Regions from separate parts of the Hordeum vulgare genome. Here region 1 is linked to region 2. Evidence: chromatin contacts called from public Hi-C data. All regions are on one chromosome and are shown on one strand. Each heading gives the region's core, a stretch centred on a gene start, on an enhancer-like site or on the middle of the called end of the contact. The rest is flanking DNA. Distances are from core to core; before and after follow the strand shown. Region 1 has its middle 200 kb from the start of LOC123448754. Region 2 holds the start of LOC123448754 (protein ETHYLENE-INSENSITIVE 3-like 1a).

Region 1 (3,958 bases), core at 291-2,790, 190 kb after region 2:
CCCCCCTAGCAAATGTTTCTGGTCGTTCCCCAAGGGGTGGGCCACGACGACCTTGAGACCCAAAAGGCCTAGTTAAAAAATGCCATCCACTACATAAAAATGACATCCTATCAGACATTAGAAAAGAAAAGCCTAACTTAACCACCATGTGAAAAAGGCCTTTAAGGAACACCCAAAAGAATGTGATCTCTTTAATATAAAATATCATCTCTCAAATAATAAATGACGTCTCTTAATAAAAAATGACATCTCTTAAATAAAAATATGCATCACTCTCGCCCCCTTAAATAAAAAATTGCATATTTAAAAAATGATGACATTTAAGCATCACACAAAAAGAGTCATCTCTTTGATAATAAAAATGTTATCTCTAAAATAAAAAACGCCATCTCTTGAGATAGAAAATACCATCTCTTAATATAAAAATCCCATCCTTAATAAATAAAAAATGCAATCTCTTAATTTGAAAAATGACATGTACAAAAAAATTAAAAAGGGGGATTCTTAAAATGTCATGTGACGTAGTTCAAAAAATTGTAAACTACTATGCTATTATTTTTTCTATAAAATGTCATCTGGTGAAAAAAAGGAGCCTCGGACTCAATCCTAAGGATCAGTTCTTTTCGTAGCTTCTAGAATAAGCTGAAATAAGCTACCCCTACTCAGCTTATTCTACAAGCCCAATCAAATATATTCTTTTAGAAGCCTACTAATCAAGTCTTGATTGTTAGGCTTTTAAAAGAAAAAAAATTAGTTGGGCTTCTAGAATAAGCTGGGTAAGGGGTAGCTTATTCTAAAAGCCCAAAAAAGCTATCAAAAGAACTAGCCCTAAGTCTTCTAGGTGTGAGGGCGCCTGGCCAGCTACAACGGTGGTGGTGTAGTGTTTTTGATTTCTAACATGTTTGCTGGCATTTATCATACAACGAACTATTTTAAAAATCTGACGTGGATCCAATGTTATGCCAAGATTCGTGCAACCGAATCCAACAGGAGAGACGGCGTTCGCTAGCAACTGCCATATATCTGCCGTAGCCGGTTATGATTTCCAAAAATTAAACCTAAGGATGTGCGCCACTTCCAACTTTGCGATTATTGACGCAATTGATACTACCACTTTAGGTTCTAAGTAATTTTCCCGGCCACATCTTTCAAAAGAAAAAAAATTCCCGACCAACAGGAGGATTATGTAATTTTAACTTATCTTCTCATCTTATGCAACATGGATATACTTTACAGTTGGAAAAACTTAGTCAAGCATCTTCTGGATTTATTTATTTTTTGGCAGGAAAAGTATCTTCTGGATTTGATCGCCCAAATCTAATATTTGTAAACTCGTGTTTAGAGACAAGTCAACCTTGCAATCTGCCACGAGCTATAGACTATACATTCATATATAAGGATGCAGTACTAATGATTGAAACAGGGTGTCCTTTTTAAGATACACTATACATCTCCTGTTTTGTGGTAGTATTTATACGGAGCCGTGTATACGTGTCCCATCTCCAGTTAGTTAAGTCGTATCTGTCAGTCCAGCCTGGTCATGTTGCCGAGCGGAGGGACAAGTAGTATGCACAAGCGTGCGTATACACGGAGGTGCCAGCTTAGGGTTTTTTCTCACTTCTTGATTCACCAAAACATGCCCTGAATTGCTACGCCTCTTTGGGACCATCAACTGTTAATTATTCATGTAAACCATTGGGGTGAATGAAGGGCCAAATTCGTACTACAGATATATGCACATGACGAGCTCCGATTTGCGGCCAGCCTTCATTAGCAAGAAGACTGCCGGAACTGCACAATAGTACTACATGGGGTAGTATTCTTTTTACTGTATGTACTATTAGGCACTATGGCATTCTACCCAAAAACTTGGGGTGACTTGTTTGTAGTAACAATTATTTTGAGGTTAGGCCGACAATGGCGTGGTTGCCATTTATTGACGACGAGTCGCCACTAATCGAGGGGCCTGATCTGATCTTGCTTGGCGCAACACCCCAAAACGCTCCCTGCTACCCGCTGCCGGGGATAAAAATGCACATGCCGCTTGCCATCTTCCCGTCCAAAGTTCCCAGCGCAAGCCAAGGGTACCAGGTTCTCTGCACAACCGCTGCGGCAGACAGTTGCATGTTACACGGAGCAGCAACGCGAAACCGAGCCAGCCACCCATTTGTCAATGGCCACTTGGCGGGCGATGTGCTCCCTCCGGTCAGGCAGACGCTGCATCCGATGGCCATTTCTTATGTGGATCCCGGGCGGATTTCGTTGTTAAATCGCCTGGGGTTAACGCATGCGGTGTAGGCTGGAGTTGGCAGCATAGGGATTCCGCTTCGCTGTCTGAATCGTGCCCCTGCCTGTCTACGTTCAGTGCTCTGCTAGCTGCTGCGATCTACTGGAGATCTCGCGTTCACGTCCGTGCACCTCTGCAGCTGATTATAACCCTTTGCTTATGATCGGGTTTCTTGGTGGTGCGTGCTTTGATGAGGCCAAGAAATTTCAGATTCTGGTTTACTCTAATCGATAAGAGAGCGTGTGCTTGCTAACGCGGTTTCGCTAGGTTCATGTACACAAGCGAAATTTGATCACATGTATTCCATAATGTAAGACGTTTTTCAAGATTTGTCTTATACTCCACATTCGTTTCTAAATATAAATATTTCTACAGATTTTAATATAAAATACATAAGAATATATAAAATATTTTAGAGTATATATTCACTTGTTTTACACGTATACACTTTATATTAAAATCTATAAAAAAACTTATATTTATAAATGGAAGAAGTATTATGGATCGACGGGAGTAGTATATATGCATTCCCGCAAAAAAGGGATAATGTACATCTAGCTGGAACTAGGCGTGGTATGTACATGCCACACTTTGGTACGCCTCACATGATCAGATGCAACACTTGAGCGAATATATTTACGTGCCATCTGGAGCGACCAAAGCCCAGAGGCATGTGAAATCATGAACTAAGAAAAGTAATTTTGTGCGTCTGAGCATTTTTTTTAACACAAATGAAAACCGAAACATATGCACATCCTTTTATCTTTATAAACACACATATCTACATCGTACATGTATGAACATCTTTAAATGACTAAATTGGCATAATATTTTAAAATTAACAAAGTCGTCATATATGTTTTCGTAGTTAACAGGATTGTCTCCTCCCACTGATCACACATCATCAAAAGAGCTGAAATAAATCTAGAAAAATACAAACACCAATGTCAAATTCGAAAATTTAAACTTAGATAGATTTGAGATAATACTGTTCTCCTAACTATTTAACCACGGTTAAATTGCGCAGCCTCAGGGATGTGCGGGTTGAAATATAGCCAAGGTATTTTTTTTCCTTTTTCACTCTATCTTTTTAGTCGCCCGATCGTGTGTGATCGTTGGGCTTGCAAATTCCTATGAAGGCCGCAGCCTAATAACGCACGCTCATTTTACCCGTCGCTCGCTTGGGAGTGCAAAACTTGCTTACAGTTAGCAAGTGTATAGATTCTGTCTCGCCTGAAGCATTTCCGTGTGCTACAGTATTCGGCCGGCACAACACAATAGCTAGTTTTCCCACTGGTTACAATGCTCAATTTTATTTTATTTTATATTACTTTTTTGGTTTTTTTATTTCCTCTTTCTCTTTGAGTTTTTTTTCTTTTTTCTATTTTTATTGCCTTCCTCTATTTTTCTTTTTCTTTTTCCCTTTCATTTCCTTTCTTTATCGTTGTTAATTATTTATCTTCACATTTCCTATCTTTTTTCTGGTTTTATTTTGTTTTTGTTTTCTTTGCTTCTTTATCATTTTTTAACACAGGTCTAGTTTTTTCATACACAATTTACATTTTTCGTATACATCAGGTAATAAATTTCATGCACATGTATATATTTTATATATATTAGGAAAATTATTTCTATGCATGTTTAATATTTTTGAAATATATGTTTTTGATA
Region 2 (4,090 bases), core at 1,244-3,743:
GCTCCTGCAGCGAGTGCGGGCTCGCGGTGCCGGAAGCCAGCTCGCTCTCGGAGCCCGGCACGGCGTTGTCGGCCTGATACTTGGCGATGGCGGCCGGGCCGTTCCTGTCGAAGCGGACCTTCTCCTTCCACCAGGCACGGAGGTTGTCGGAGGCGCCGCTCACGGGCTTGCCCTTCTCCGGGATGATGCCGTACACGAACCCCTGGGCGCGGCACACCTCCATCATCTTGAGCATGTACTTGAGGATGCCGTCCTGCGCGCGCGACATCTTCTTGCGGCGCGCCTGCTCCTGCGACTGCCGCGGCTTCAACCCGTCGCCCACTCCGCCGCCGCCGGCCGCCTGCTCCTTGCCGCGGCTCTGCTGAAGCTCCTTGAGGCGCTTGAGCTTCATGCGGTCGCGCCACATGCGGCGCTCCAGCTCCTCGATGTCATCCACGTCGTCGTCGCTGTCGTCCTCCCCGGCGTCCGGGAAGTTGTCCGTCGGCGGGTCCACAAGGTCGCCCTCGCCCATGACGCACTGGTCGCCGGAGGAAGTCTGTGGCATAAGGGAGCCGAAGCCGAGGTTCTTGTCGTTGCCGTTCTGCTGGAGCAGATCCACGAAGTTGTGCACGCCGGGGAACGCCATGCCCTGATCCATCAGCAGCCCACCTCCCCCTCCCATCATGGTCACTCGAGCAACTCTTCTCTTTCAATATAAATTCCACTTGCTCTACTACTACTTGTAGCTGTGGTGTTCAGCTGCACAGAAGCAAATCAAAGAGGCCAGGTTAATTACCAACTTATTGCTGAGTCTGAATGCAATAACTAGGCAACATGTGCAACAAGATTAGTGTTAAAGAGGCAATTACAGTTAAGACTACTAATACTAGAGCTTAAAATAGCCATAATACTATTATCTTAATAAGGTAATTAGACGGTGACTTAAGACATATGTGCTTCAGTTGCTATCTTCTTCTCCTTGTTCATAAAACATCCCAGATCTACCATAACCCGGAGACAATCATGTGGCATAAAAGCAAGTTTACCAATTGAAGCAAGCACCGGAAGGCCCGGTCTGCATGTGTTTTGGCTAAACAAAACGCACTCGATCTTATCCAACCCACACACCCCACACACCCCGCACGCACACACCTGCTATGATCCTCTTCACAAATAGGTAGATCATCACCACCTAAGGAAGGCAGCGCACGCAACTAGCAGAGGCATCTAATCTAACACGAGCTTATCTTCTTTTTCTCTCTGACATGATCATATCGGACGGCATAACTAACAGAAATGGGTGTGTTATGCATGACCATATATATAAAACGCTAACGGAAGAACGAGCCAAATAATTGAAGCAGTGATGAACGCATCTATGGGTTTTACCAAACATAATTATTTTTCTTCATGATTTTAACGGGTCCTAGCATAGCAGATCAAGGAAGGAACTGAAGCATGTGTTTTCTTTCTTTCTACTGATCATGTTTAAGCGTATGAAAGATTGCTCTGATCCAATCACATGGGCTTGGCGAAAATGATCAGAAAGCAGGGGGGACACTCCACTTTTCAAGGGGAGAAAGCCATCTTTTATGTGATGATATTTACCTGTACTACCTTTTTTTTAAGAACATTTATTTGTACTACCTAGCCAAACATGTATCGACAGTTGGAAACAAGAACATGTACCCATGTGCTCACCGAAAAGGAAACAAAGTAGTAGTATAGTCTACAAAAGGGGAAGATAACAATAGAGAAAATGGATCAAGCAGGCATCAAAATGGAGAAGAGACGGGAAATTTTCCCTCTCCTGAGAAGAGAAAACAGGAATAGCATTCCATTCCTTGCTGACAAAACAAAATAAAATCCTTCCAAAAACGCTAGGTGCTACTACTATATATTCCAGATTTCCAAAAGAAAAGAAAGAAGGGAACTCTTGTAATTGGACTTGTCCAAAAATATCTCCCCAGAGCAATGAAAAAGAAGAGCGAAGAAGCACAAACTGGAATTGATAACTGCTGCAGAAGCAACTCTAGGACGGACCCCGGAAAATATCCAGAGAGAAAAAAAATACCCAAAAGAAGGAAGCATGGTCGCATATAGCTAGCCTATCGCAGAGGTCCTAGCCAATCAAGAGCACGGACAAAACACATGATAAAGGGATAGATTAGGAAGAAGAAGCATATGATGAAGGCACACATGAACGCAAAAGGGAGATGGCAGGGAGGGCAGCATGAGCTCACCTGCGTCGATCTCCCTCCCACTTCTAGTTTTTATCCGGTTTTCACCTTTGCCATGACCTGGGAGAGCTAGGAAGAGGGGCGGAGAGAAGAACAGCGAAGGGAGGGTGGGGGAAAGGGGGAGAGAAGAAGGCACGAGGAGAGGAGAGGGGAGATGAGATAAGAACAGGCCAAGGGAAGGGGGGGAGGAGACCACGGCGCAAGAGCACAAAGCAGCAGCTAATAGGCGGCAAGTGGGTGTGGGTGGCGCTCGGGCGCAACAGCGACAGGGACCCCTTCCATCTTATAATCGCCCCCTTTCCTTTATATTATAGAGCAAAAATGGTGCTAGTCCCACGCACGAACCGCCGCTGCGCTGCGATGTGGTAAGTGAAATTTCACGGCCGCGACAGCGCGCCGCCCGGCCTCGGCGAGGTTAAAGAAAAGGTCTGGTGGCCTCTCTCCCTGTGACGCGTGGGGTCCCAGTCGGTGCGCTCCGTAACGTGGGGTCCGACCGCCGCGGGAGCGCGTGAGCTACGGACAATGCCGCTACAGGTTTGGAGCCAAGTTTACTGTTTTGCCCTATCGTGGACTCTCTCCAGACTTGGTTGGCTGTGGGCCATGATCTTCTGCGCGCAGCAGCTCGCGAGAAGTCTTCTTCCTAGGGGACGTTTTCTTGCACCATTTTGCTCATTTCGGGGCTTAGAGCATCTCCAATAGATGAGGTGATGTAAAATAGGAGACAAAAACACAATGATGTAAAATATACATCAGCAAAAACGTGTTGTTTGGTGCATCGAAGGTGTCGAGCTTTAATAGATGATGTAAAATAAGGCACGAGGTTTCCAATAAATAATCTAAAATAAAGGGTGGCCTCACCCATTTTATACTAAACTTTATCAAACAAATATATAATTGAACACAAAATACATATCTTAACCACAAATAAAGTGCATCACACCAAAATAATCCACACAAACATAGTGCCCGAAAGTATTTCAAACAAAAGTTTTATATTTAAACAATAAAATAGATAAATAAAAGGCACTCAAACTTCAGCTTCTTATTCGTCGATCTTCTCCTTGTCGCAATTGCTATCTTTCTCTTCTTGCACGGTCTCCGAACCATTCATTGTCGTAGCAACATTGGGAGTCATATTGCCACCTACATATACATCATAGTCGTATCCTCCCATGCCGGCATTCATACCTCCACCCATCATGATCATGTATCCTCCCATAGTGGCATTCATACCTCCTCCCATTTGTGCACCATATGATCTCCCATCATGTTCATCATGCTCATTTGTTTCATTGCCAACATTTGATCATGACAAAGATCAATATGTGTCTTCTCCTTCGCATCCATACCACATGTATCCATGAACATAAACTTTTGCTCTCTTTCCTCCTTAAGTTTGCGCTCCTCGACCGCCAACTTCCTCTCTTCCAGCTCCACCTTGCGCTCCTCGATGTCGGCCCTCCTCTCATCTGCCGCAATCTTCCTCTCCTCGGATGCATTCCTTGCCTTTATTTCTTGTAACTTGAGCATCTTCTTCTCTTTGGCATACTCCTTGTGTGCATTCACTATTGCTTCAAACCCCTCTTTGAGATCACTATCTCCTACTTTTGAGCCTTTCTATTTCTTCCTTCCATCTGACCTCTTTGTCTTGGGTTTGGCAACGTTGTCTTCACCACTTCCATCATTCTCATCGTCTTCATCAATCTCCACCGCCTTTCTCTTGTTTGGAATTTCATACAAATCCCTGTTCTTCCACTTCTCCTCATTTTCAAGCTCACTGCAACAATGATGTAATGTAAATGGTCCCCCTTTCTTCTTCTTATCTCCTTTCTTCCCTTTTCTTTGGAATAAACCTTGAGCAATGCTTACCT

What was found. Hi-C and Micro-C count contacts between places; a contact is called where the count stands out from the background.
Region 1: a contact with region 2 is called in a Hi-C map of leaf, with 2.5 times the contacts expected there. The contact joins the enhancer-like site here to the promoter of LOC123448754 in region 2. A contact is called at or near these places in 2 of 6 Hi-C or Micro-C datasets (leaf and seedling) and 1 of 1 datasets of contacts at active chromatin or transcription factors (embryo).

The regions. Positions count from the first base shown.
Region 1 is chr4H:407,889,486-407,893,443 of MorexV3_pseudomolecules_assembly, forward strand. No RefSeq gene overlaps it. Among protein-coding and RNA genes, the nearest start is that of LOC123448754, 200 kb to the left of the region's middle. Within about 2 kb of position 1,541, at least 3 of the 3 cell types and tissues checked have open chromatin away from gene starts, as enhancers often do. A contact at or near this core is called in leaf and seedling, where this site is marked.
Region 2 is chr4H:407,693,942-407,698,031 of MorexV3_pseudomolecules_assembly, forward strand. It overlaps LOC123448754 (protein ETHYLENE-INSENSITIVE 3-like 1a), which reads right to left and starts at 2,494. Exons shown (of 2, transcript XM_045125751.1): 1 at 2,223-2,494; 2 at 1-738. The coding sequence starts at 664.